Regions from separate parts of the Ovis canadensis genome. Here region 1 is linked to region 2. Evidence: chromatin contacts called from public Hi-C data. All regions are on one chromosome and are shown on one strand. The core of a region is the stretch at or near the end of the contact, and the rest is flanking DNA. Distances in the headings are between cores, read along the strand shown. Region 1 overlaps ELL (elongation factor for RNA polymerase II). Region 2 holds the start of UBA52 (ubiquitin A-52 residue ribosomal protein fusion product 1).

Evidence for each region. Hi-C and Micro-C count contacts between places; a contact is called where the count stands out from the background.
Region 1: a contact with region 2 is called in a Hi-C map of fibroblasts, with 2.5 times the contacts expected there. The contact joins the enhancer-like site here to the promoter of UBA52 in region 2. A contact is called at or near these places in 2 of 2 Hi-C or Micro-C datasets (fibroblasts and lung).

The regions. Positions count from the first base shown.
Region 1 is chr5:19,296,337-19,301,325 of ARS-UI_OviCan_v2, forward strand. ELL (elongation factor for RNA polymerase II) reads left to right here. Exons shown (of 12, transcript XM_069590334.1): 2 at 2,160-2,207. Among named protein-coding and RNA genes, the nearest start is that of ISYNA1, 31 kb to the right of the region's middle. Within about 2 kb of position 2,990, the one cell type or tissue checked has open chromatin away from gene starts, as enhancers often do. A contact at or near this core is called in fibroblasts, where this site is marked.
Region 2 is chr5:19,205,717-19,210,620 of ARS-UI_OviCan_v2, forward strand. It overlaps UBA52 (ubiquitin A-52 residue ribosomal protein fusion product 1), which reads right to left and starts at 2,702. Exons shown (of 5, transcript XM_069590326.1): 1 at 2,235-2,702; 2 at 1,213-1,326; 3 at 836-922; 4 at 141-243; 5 at 1-59. The coding sequence starts at 1,315. It overlaps KXD1 (KxDL motif containing 1), which reads right to left. Exons shown (of 5, transcript XM_069590322.1): 5 at 3,494-4,477. The coding sequence ends at 4,248.

The DNA of each region.
Region 1 (4,989 bases), core at 1,740-4,239, 91 kb after region 2:
AGGGGACTGGGATTCCACATGCTGTGGAACAGCTGCGCCCGTGTGTCGCAGATCCTGAGCCCGTGCACCGCAGCTAGAGTCTGTGCCCTGCAGCAGAGGCCCTGTGTGCCGCAGCTAGGGCCTGGCACAGCCGAGGTGATGGGTGCTGGAATACCTGCCGGGCTTCTCTGCAGGACCCTGTATGCTCCCACCAGTGAGGGGTGAGGGTTCGGGCTGTCATCTTTCCTCTTTTGGCTATCCCAGTAGGCACCTGCGCAGTCTGCACCTCACTGATGAGACGCAGCTGCTCCCGCGCTTACTGGCCACCTGCAGATCTTCTTCTGGGCCTCTGTCTTTAACCTAGTTCCCAGCAAAGGCTGCTTAAATGTTGCAGCTCCAAGGGCCCAGCTAGACAGGACCCCCCTGGTGCCGCCCCTCTCTCTAATCCTGTGGACTGCATTCCAGGCAGCAGTCTGACCATGGTTTAGGGGGCAGGTCATCTGGTCTTGAGCTTGCTGTGAAGGGAGCCTGGCCCCTGTCTCAGCAACGCAGTAGCCCTTTGCACCTGCAGGGGCTGGAGGACATGCTGTATCTGCCCACCTGGCAGTGAGGCGTGATGTGTGTGGGGTGGGGGCTTCCCCAGGGGCCCAGTGGTCACGACTCCATCTTCCAGTGCACAGTACGTGGGCTCGATCCTCACTGTAGGGGGCACGGGTCAGGGGCTAAGGTCCAAAAAATAAAATAAATCCTTACATTCTTTCTCACATTAAAAAAAAATTTTTTTTAATGTTTCAGTCTTTCTCAAATTAAAAACAGTGTGGCTGACTTCTGGGGTGTCTGATTCCGGGGAGGTGAGTGCTGGAGCTGAGTGTGGCCGCTCAGGTCTGCTCCAGGTGCGTGAGTGAAGCCCTTGGAGACTCTTGGCCGAAGGGGAGGCCCCTGTAAGCCGAGCAGGGTGAGCGTGCGGCCCCCATGGTCCAGGCTGGCTGAGCGCGGCCCCCTCACCTGTGGACAGCTGCTCAGTGGTCTGACAGGTCATAGGTACTGAGAGGCCAGCCCGCCCGCTGCTTGGCTCTCCCCCGTGTGTGCAGCTGCTCTGCCCACCCAGGGCCCACGGCGGGCCTGACATTCTGGGTGCAGAGCAGACAGGCAGTCACTGCAGACTGGACCTGGGGTCCAGGTGGGGGGCCTCCCTTACGCCTGGGGGTGCTGGGGCGGAGGCCTGAGAGGTGGGCTCTGTTGGAGATGGGCGAGCCCAAGATCTAGGCTGCCACGTGGAGGAAAGCTGAGGAGAACCACAGACCCAGAGGCTGATTTGGGCCCTGTGGGTTTGAGGATGGAGGGGAGGGGGTCGTCGTGACGAATCAGCACCACCCTGTGGGGTGAGGTATGCTACCCAGAAAGTGTCAAGGGCCCGGGGTAAATGAGAAAGAGAAGTGTGACCCTCCATCTGGATCCGTGTTCTTTCTAAAATTCCACCAGAAGGCTGATCTCTGAATAGCTGAAGCTTAAATTAGTAGTTTTTTGGTGTAATTTTTTCCTGTGACATTTGGGAATTCCGCCGCCCCAAGCACAGGGACAAGCTGCCCTGAAGCTCTGACGTGGGAGCTGGGCCGGCGTTGGGCTGGGTCCTGTCAGGGCCTTGGGGCGGAGGGCATCGCCCCATCAGCCTGCCTCCTGGCGGGCCCTGCTCGCCCCTGCAGTTCCGCTCCGCGTGGAGCGCCTCTGAGGCGGCACGGCCTGGGCTGGTGCCGGTTTGCGGGAGGATGGGGAAGCGCTGCGCGTTGCCTCTCGTGTACCTTCAACCCTGGCCGCTGGGCCATCTGAGGAGCTCTTACCGATGCGTCAGAACCCTGCTCTGGTGGCTTTTCCTGTCATTTTCAACACGCGTAGTCTATTCCTCTCACCCCTCCTGAAAACACTGTCTTTATCCTGCTCCTTGTATGACTGGGAAATGAGTCTTTGGATTTCCAGGTATCTTTTTTCTTTTCCTCATACTTTAAACTTTTTATTTAGCTGATGAATAATGTTGTGGTGATTTCAGGTGAACAGTGAAGGGACTCAGCCATATATAAACGTGTTCCAGATGGTAATTTCAGGTGAACAGTGAAGGGACTCAGCCATATATAAACGTGTTCCAGATATCGTCATTGACATGTTCCCATTTTGCTCTTTTGCAGGATTCTGTTTCACTGAGACCTTCGATTCGATTTCAGGGAAGTCAAGGGGTAAGTCTTTTTTCGGTCTTAATCTTACTGATTTAGAATTGTGGCTTGCTGGGCACAGCAGCCCGTTGGGAGCAGTGTTTTGGCCCCATCCCCCTCTGTGCCAGACAGGGCCCTCTGCCGAGCCACGGTCTGCCTCTGGTCGTCTCCAGGCTGGGGCCACATCAGCAGGCCCTCTGTGGGCTGAAGGCAGCTCTTCTGTCCAGCAGTTCCCGAGTTTCCCACTTCCTGTCGTTGCCAAACTCATGTTCTGACTTGATCTTTGTGCTGATTGGAAAGTATGCCCCCCGAGCCCAAGTGAACCTGGAAATGTGCCCGCCCCCAAGGGCAGGGCGCTGCTCTCTGTCGGTGGACCTAGGACCACAGGTATTTAGCTTTTTAGTACCGGGAGGTATAGAAACTCAATACTCCAGGTTTTTCATGAAAGATACTTGATCATAAATGACCATCTTACAGAAAAATTGAGGAATGGGAGAAAGGGCGCGTTGTCCATAATCCTTGCAACCCAGGTCCTAGGACCCGCATATCAGTCCACCCACTAAAGATGATTTGGAACACTTTGGTTTTTTTCCTAATCTTTATTGCAAGTCTTTTTTTTTCCCTTTAAATCTGAAGAGTTGCCACACACATCTAAGTCAGTTTCCACCTGATAGCCTGCTGGCTTCTTCCAGAAGCAGGGAGACCTGTAGGTCTCACCCCAGGCAGGGTGCTCCAGAGAGATGGAGCCCTGAGATACATGTCTGCAAGTGCAGACGGCGATACCAAGAGCTCTATTGCAAGACGTTGACTCACAGGCTTGTGGGGCTGATGAGTCTGAATTCCATGGGGCAAGCAGGAAGCTGGCCCCGAGGTTCATGGGCAAGCTTCTTCCTGATCAGGGAAGCCTCAGTTTCCCTAAGGCCTTCCACTGATTGTATGAGGCCTGCCCAGACCTGGTCGTGCAGTCACTAGAGGCTGTGGCCTGGCCAGGGGAACACTGTCACACCAAGACCAGTCAGGGTCAGTGAGATGCCCTTAAAGGCCCCAGGGCACACGCCCTGCCCTGTCCCTTCTCTGGGGCTTCCATACCTTCTTTGGCCCTGGCCACCTGCTTCTCCTTTATCCCCTGAGATGTTTCCCCAAGGGGCAGGGCCCGCTGGGCTTGCTGCCAGACTGGCCTAATGGCGCCCTCTTGTGGCCTGTGGTCACAGTGTGCCCTCAGCAGCTGTGGGAAGATGAGGAAGCCAGGGCACAGATTGCTGTTCTTTTATCCATGAGCAATGCTTCCTAGTCAGCAAGACACCACTGGGATGCTCACAGAAGCACTGGGAGGGTCTCCTGGGCTTTACACTGTGTCGCCGAAATCCCTGTGCCAAACTTAAGAGCCACATCCATTCAAGAAAGGGTCCCTGCCTCCGAACTGAGAATTATGCTTTGCCCACATTTTTTTCCTCTGGGTATTCTCATGTGTCGTGGACTTCCTAGAAGGTTCTGAGGGTGTGGAGGCCGTGTGCTGCAGCCAGCAGCAAGCCAGGCCGTGAGTCTCCACTAAGAGGCTCTTCCCTGGGTGGGACCGTGTGAGGACTGGAGGAGGCCTGTTCTTTCCCAGTTCACTGTGAAGGACCAGGCGCTTGGTCTGCCCCTGGTGACCTCTGGGCCTTGTCCTTCTCCTGGGTTTTGATAGACCGTGACCGTTCCTTCCGGCCAGGTGTGCGAGGCCTGGCCTGGGGCAGGTGCACATCGGATGCCGTCGCGGTCACTTGGAGCAGCGGGGGAGGAGGCCAGGCCCTCGCTCTCTGCTCCCTGTTCTCCTGGTCGTGCCCTCCAGCCTCGAGGCTGGAAGCAGCAGGAGGTGGGCGGGCCGGGTTGGCCCAGCTCGGTCAGCACCCCTGGTGCCTGTGCTGACTGCATGTTCTGGACCCTGGGTAGGCTGGCAGGGCCTGCTTCCCGGAGGCCCATGACGCTGGCGGACTGAAGACTGAGACCTTCTTTGCTCCTTCCCTCAGGGACCTCGGCCAGGTCTCCCTCTGGTTGTTGGCCTCCCCGCCCAGGAGAGGGGCCTCGCACCTAAGGGCTGGACGCAGGTTAACATGGCCTCAGGAGGGGCTTCCTGGCGGCCAGGTGGCTGAGACTCAGCGCTCCCAATGCAGGGGGCCTGGTTTCCATCCCTGGTTGGGGAACTAAATCCCACATGCCTCAACTAAGAGTTTGCATGTCACAAGTGAAGACCCTGCCTGCCGCAGCAGAGATCCCAGGTGCCACAGCTGGGCCTGTGAGGCCCTGCACAGCCAACAAAGTAAACCATGGCCCAAGGAGGAGCAGAGCCCCTCTGCGGTCCAGAACACGCTCGCTTGGGTCCTGGCGCTAGTCCCCCGCGGTGTGAATGTAGCCCAGCTGGCGTAGGGCCTCGTGTCCCCTAGCTCCCAGGGTGGGAGTCAGGGCCGGCCTGGCTTCTGCCCCACCCGTGCCGGGAGTGCTGCGAGGCCTGGCCGTGGTGGTGTGTGGCCAGGCCCTGGTGCTCGCCGCTTCCTGGGGGTGACCGCGTGGCACCCTGTGGCATGCCCAGCATCGGCGTGCTGCGGAGCAAAGCACTCACCTTTGTTTCGTGGGCCGTGTCCGTGCATGTGTGTGCGTTCTCTGCTCTCTCTCAGACGCTGGGGAGGCTGCCCTGGGCCCCTCTGCCATCAGGGGTCACTTGAGCTCTCACTCCCTGACAGCTGGTGAAGCAACAGCTTCTCGAGGGGAAGAGCAAACCCCCTCGTGGGCCAGGCCCCCTCCAGAACTCCTCAGCTGATGAGGACAGAGA
Region 2 (4,904 bases), core at 1,452-3,951:
TGTGGCCGCACTTCTTCTTGCGGCAGTTGACAGCACGGGGGTGCAGGCGGGCGTAACACCTGTGCAAGGACACCAGGGATGCTGAGGGCACATCCGGACCACCCCCAGGGCAGCCCCCGCCCCCACACGGGAGCACATACTTGCGGCAGATCATCTTGTCGCAGTTGTATTTCTGAGCCAGCTGGCGGAGGGAAGGCTCAATGATGCCGCCTCGCAGACGAAGCACCAGGTGCAGGGTGGACTCTACAGGAAATGAAGGGCAGAGGCACTGATGGAGCCTAGCCTCACCACCTCAGTCCCACGGGTGGAGGGCAGCCTCCAGGGGCCTCCAGACCACAGCATCAAGTATGATGGGGCTACATCAGAATCCCTTGGTTATGTGCAGATGGGACATGCCACCCCACAGAACCTCCACCTTGTCATGTCACCAGTTCCTCACGAAACTGGAGACTGATATAAATATATACCAATGGTGGTATCCATCTCAGTTTCCCCACAGGCAAGGCAATTTCTAAGAGATGCAAGGATAACCTTTTATTTTGCTAGGGAAAAAGTGGTGGTTTCCTTTACAATACTTATATATTAATACGCACATTGGCCTTAAAAGAAAAGTGACTAAGAACATGAGAAACCATGGCCATTTGGAAAACACTGATGGAGATGCTTTTCAGCGATGAAAACAGCACTTTACAGAGCAATACTCCCTAGCGCCATCTGATCCCCACCTTAAGGACCATCCTCTTCTACAGCTCCCTCCTGGTGACAGACTGTCAGCATTCCATCCTGGGTCCTAGGCCTCGTGCTGAGGCCCTGTCTAGCCACCCCACCCCCGTACCTTTCTGGATATTGTAGTCTGACAAAGTGCGGCCATCCTCCAGCTGTTTGCCCGCGAAGATCAGACGCTGCTGGTCAGGTGGGATGCCTAAAGAGAGAGGCCCTCCATTACTCCATTACAGAGGCTCTTGCAAGCACACTGCTGGCAGCTGCCACTGTGCCCCGCCCACCCCCACCACAAGACTGTGCCAGGATTACCCCAATCTGTCAAAAGGGAAACTGAGGTAGGGAGGGCAAGCTGCCTTCCCAAGATGACACTGGGGAACACTGGCATGGCTGAGATCTATTGAAGCCCAGCACCTGTTGCACACAGGACAGCAGATACTCAGGGCTGAGGGGTTCCTACTGGGTGGAGCATTCACACTCAGCCCAACTCACCCTCCTTGTCTTGGATTTTGGCTTTGACATTTTCAATAGTGTCACTGGGCTCGACCTCAAGGGTGATGGTCTTGCCCGTCAGGGTCTTCACAAAGATCTGCATCTCTGCGCCTGCTGGGGAGAGAGGGATGGGGGGAGTGGTGATCGCTAAAGGTCTGAGCAGCCCCAGCTCACAGGCTGACCAGGTTTAGTCCCTGCCAGCCCCATGCATGCTTCGACCTCAACTGCAGGCCCACCTCAGCGCCTGTTTCCTTCTGCCCCTCGTAGCCTGCACCTTCAACTTTAGGGCACCACCCTGCCAAGCATATTTTCTCCAAGCGTGATCTGGAGGTCCCACCCTTCCTCTCACCAGCCCCGGCTCTTCCAGAAGCCTGGGTGGGAATCTCATCTTAGTAGCATCCCAACACGCACACTTTCCTCCCTACAATCCCTTTTCCTCTTCAATATCAAGCTCAGACACCCAAAACTCCGGCTTCCTTCCGGGTTACACCCGAATGCTCAGACCGCACTTCCTGCGTTTTATCCAGTCCATAAATAACAGCTGCTAACCACGTGCCTGGTACGTGTTTACACAGGTTATCGTTTTCATTTTCCAAGTTATGGAAACAGTTGCTACTACCAGACTTTCTTTACAGACTTAGAAAAAGGCGATAAAAACCCAGCTGAGGGGCTTCATCTTTTCGAGGGGACTGGCAGTTTCCACCACGAGAAAAAATTACAGTTAATACCCCTCCGCATTAAATTGAATCATCCCCGAAGGACACACGCTCTCCCCCCAAGGCCTCCTCAGATAGCTGGGGCCGGCGGAGACGGCAAGCTCCGCTTCCAAATGCCGATTTCCCTCGCGAGGCCCAGTTCGAGACCGGAACCCGGCCCAACGTGCCTTGTTAAGCCCTCCCGCAGAACCTGGCCCGCCTACACGGATTCCAGGCCGCCGCCTCCGTTCCCTGGGCCCCTACAGTCCCCCGCACCCTACAAACCAACCCGGCCCACCGCCAACCCGCAAGGCCTCCACCACCAACCTGCTCGGCCGCCTGGGTGAAGAGAAAGAGGGCGGCGGAACCGGAAACCGCCGATTCGCCGTCGAAAGCGTCTGCGCACCGAGCACGCTGCGTGCTTGCGTCACAATCCGCGCCGCGCATCGTGCCCCGCCCTCGACCCCGCCCCGGCCCCATGGTGGGTGCTGGCGGACGGAGTCTCGGCGCCTGAGTAGGACCTCCGCCCGCTAGCTTCCGGCTGTGAGCCCCACCCATCGGGTCACGTAGTAAGAGTGCCGCAGGTTTCCAGGTGTTTCTGCCCTGTCTCCAAACCTCCTGGAAGACGGCCCGCACATAGCGGGTGCTCCGGAGATATTTAAACAGAGTAGGAGAGACCTTTGTGCTGAAGGAAAGGTATTAAGCCGCAGGTCCAAAGACGCAGGGATCGAGGCGCGAGGCGGCGCGGGGGCTAGACCCCTGGGAGCCACTGGAGGCTCTCTGGCTGCTGTGCATAAATGGGTGTCAGGGCGCGTGCGTACAGGAGCGCGGAGAGCAGGTGGGGTTGGTGCTTCCACTCAAGGAAATGAGGTGGGACCCAAGGCCTTGTTTCTGGGACGGAAGAAGTTAAAAAGTGCTGGGCGCTAGGAACAAGTGAGGACGAAGTTACCCGTGGATTTGGCAGCGTGCTGTGCTAAATCGCTTCAGTCGTGTCTGACTTCGTCCCTGTAGACTACAGACTCCTCTGTCCATGGGATTTCCCAGGCAAGAATACTGGGGAGTGGATTGCCATGCTCTCCTCCAAGGGATCTTCCTGACCCAGGGATCGAACCGTCTGCACTGTAGGGGGCTTCTTTACAGTGGAGTCATTGCTCAGGGTACCTTACTTCATTGACCACTTCCCGGCGCCCCCTATGGACCAGGCAAATGCAGACACGCTGAGGTCTGGGAAGAGACCTTTAATAACAATGTAAAGTGCTTCAAAGATGAGGGGACTCTGTGACAGTGTCTGATGGGGAATGGGACCCCGTCTAGCTCCCTGAGGAGCCCACTTTGAGGCTGAGATTTAGAGAAATTATTCAAGGAAGTAGGGAAATGTGAGCAGTGGGAAGGCCTCTGTGGGGATAGGAAGTGGGGTCATTATGGTTGTCACCACTCGGGACGCCCACCCAAAGCAGCCACATTTCTTTCTAGGCTGGTGGTGCCTGGAGATCCATAACCAGCCTGTCCCACACGCAGCACCTGTCCCTGATTTGGGATGCTGGGCCCAAGGATGGAAAGAAGTCACTGCTAGATGCACCCTCCCCTTTTTAGTAACAGAGTCTCTTTATTGATAACTTCCCAACAGCATCTGTAAACATCGGGTACAAAAATATTCCACTTTGTTCTCCAAGGTTGCTCGGCTTGCTCCACAAAGGCCCTAGGAGAGGCTTGTTAGGCCCTAGAGGTCTACACCTCTGGTCAGAGAAACAGGGCCCGACCAGGCTTGGGGCTGAGTGGATGGCTAATCTCTGTCTTGAGCCTTCTACAACTGTTTCAGAAACCTCCTTGAGATAATGATTGGAGAAAGGATTCAGTACTTTCATTGGAGGAAGGGGCAAGAAGACCAGAATCAGTAGGCGCAGGGGTGGGCTGGGTGGACTCGGACGTGACGGTGCTTGGCTGTCTTGAGGGGGTTCTGACCAGGGGGCTGGGGCAGGGGGCAGCTGGCTCTGGTCTCTGGGAAGCTTGGAGTGTTGTTCAGAGTAGACCTAAAGCCTGACTCTGGAAAAGCTCCCTGTGCCCAGCCCAGCTCCAGGTGGACTGGTCATCCCCAGTCTGATAGAGGGATCTACAGAAGAGATGTTCTCAGTGACGAAGGAGCAGGAATGAAATACCCCCAGGAATTCTAGGGAGGGAGCCTAGAGGGAGGGAGCCTTGTCCCCTCGGCGAGCCCTAAATGACAGACTAGGGTGGCAAAGCTGAGTATCTCCAGGCAGGGTTCTCCGCTGCCACTTGAGACATCTGGGGAATGACGCTGCTGCCACCCTGAGACCCCCCTCGGAGCTCCTGGGAGCGGGGCTACTCGCCCAGCATCTCCTCGTCATCTGTATGGCTGCGACCGTTGATGGCGGGGGAACTAGGCCGGACGTGGGACAGGTCCTCGAAGCCAGGGCTGAGGGAGGGTGAGACGGTGTCGGGGCTGGTGTCACAGGAGCCTGTGCTCTGTTCTGAGGTGGCGATGGTGGTGGTGGTGCTAGGCGGAATGGGGTCTTCATCTTCGTCCTCCAAGAGAGATGCCTCTGGGATGTCTGGGGGAAGAAGACCCGAGAGTTAGCTGAGTTACCGTCATCATCAGGTGCTGTGATGAGGGATTAATTGGGCCCATGACCCCTGACAGCTACCTCCACCCCACACGACAGGACTTTGTTCATTTTACAGAGGAGGAAACTGAGGCCTTGGCAAGTGAGAGGCTTCTCTTCAAGGTGAAGTGAGGTAAGGACTCAGGTTCTCCGGGGTCTGGCCTACATGGGCCCTGGGCGGTGAGCCTGAGCCTGGCTCTGCCCTCTTGACTGTGTCACCTGGGCCTGGCCCCTCACCTGCCTGTGCCTCAGCTCCCTGCTCTATAAACTGGGGAATGATGGCATTGCCTTTGTGCCTGTGGTTTCAGCAGCCCTGCAGTAGGGAGATGTTGGCCCATTCAGCAGACTGGGTAAAGTGAGGCTCAGCATGGACGAT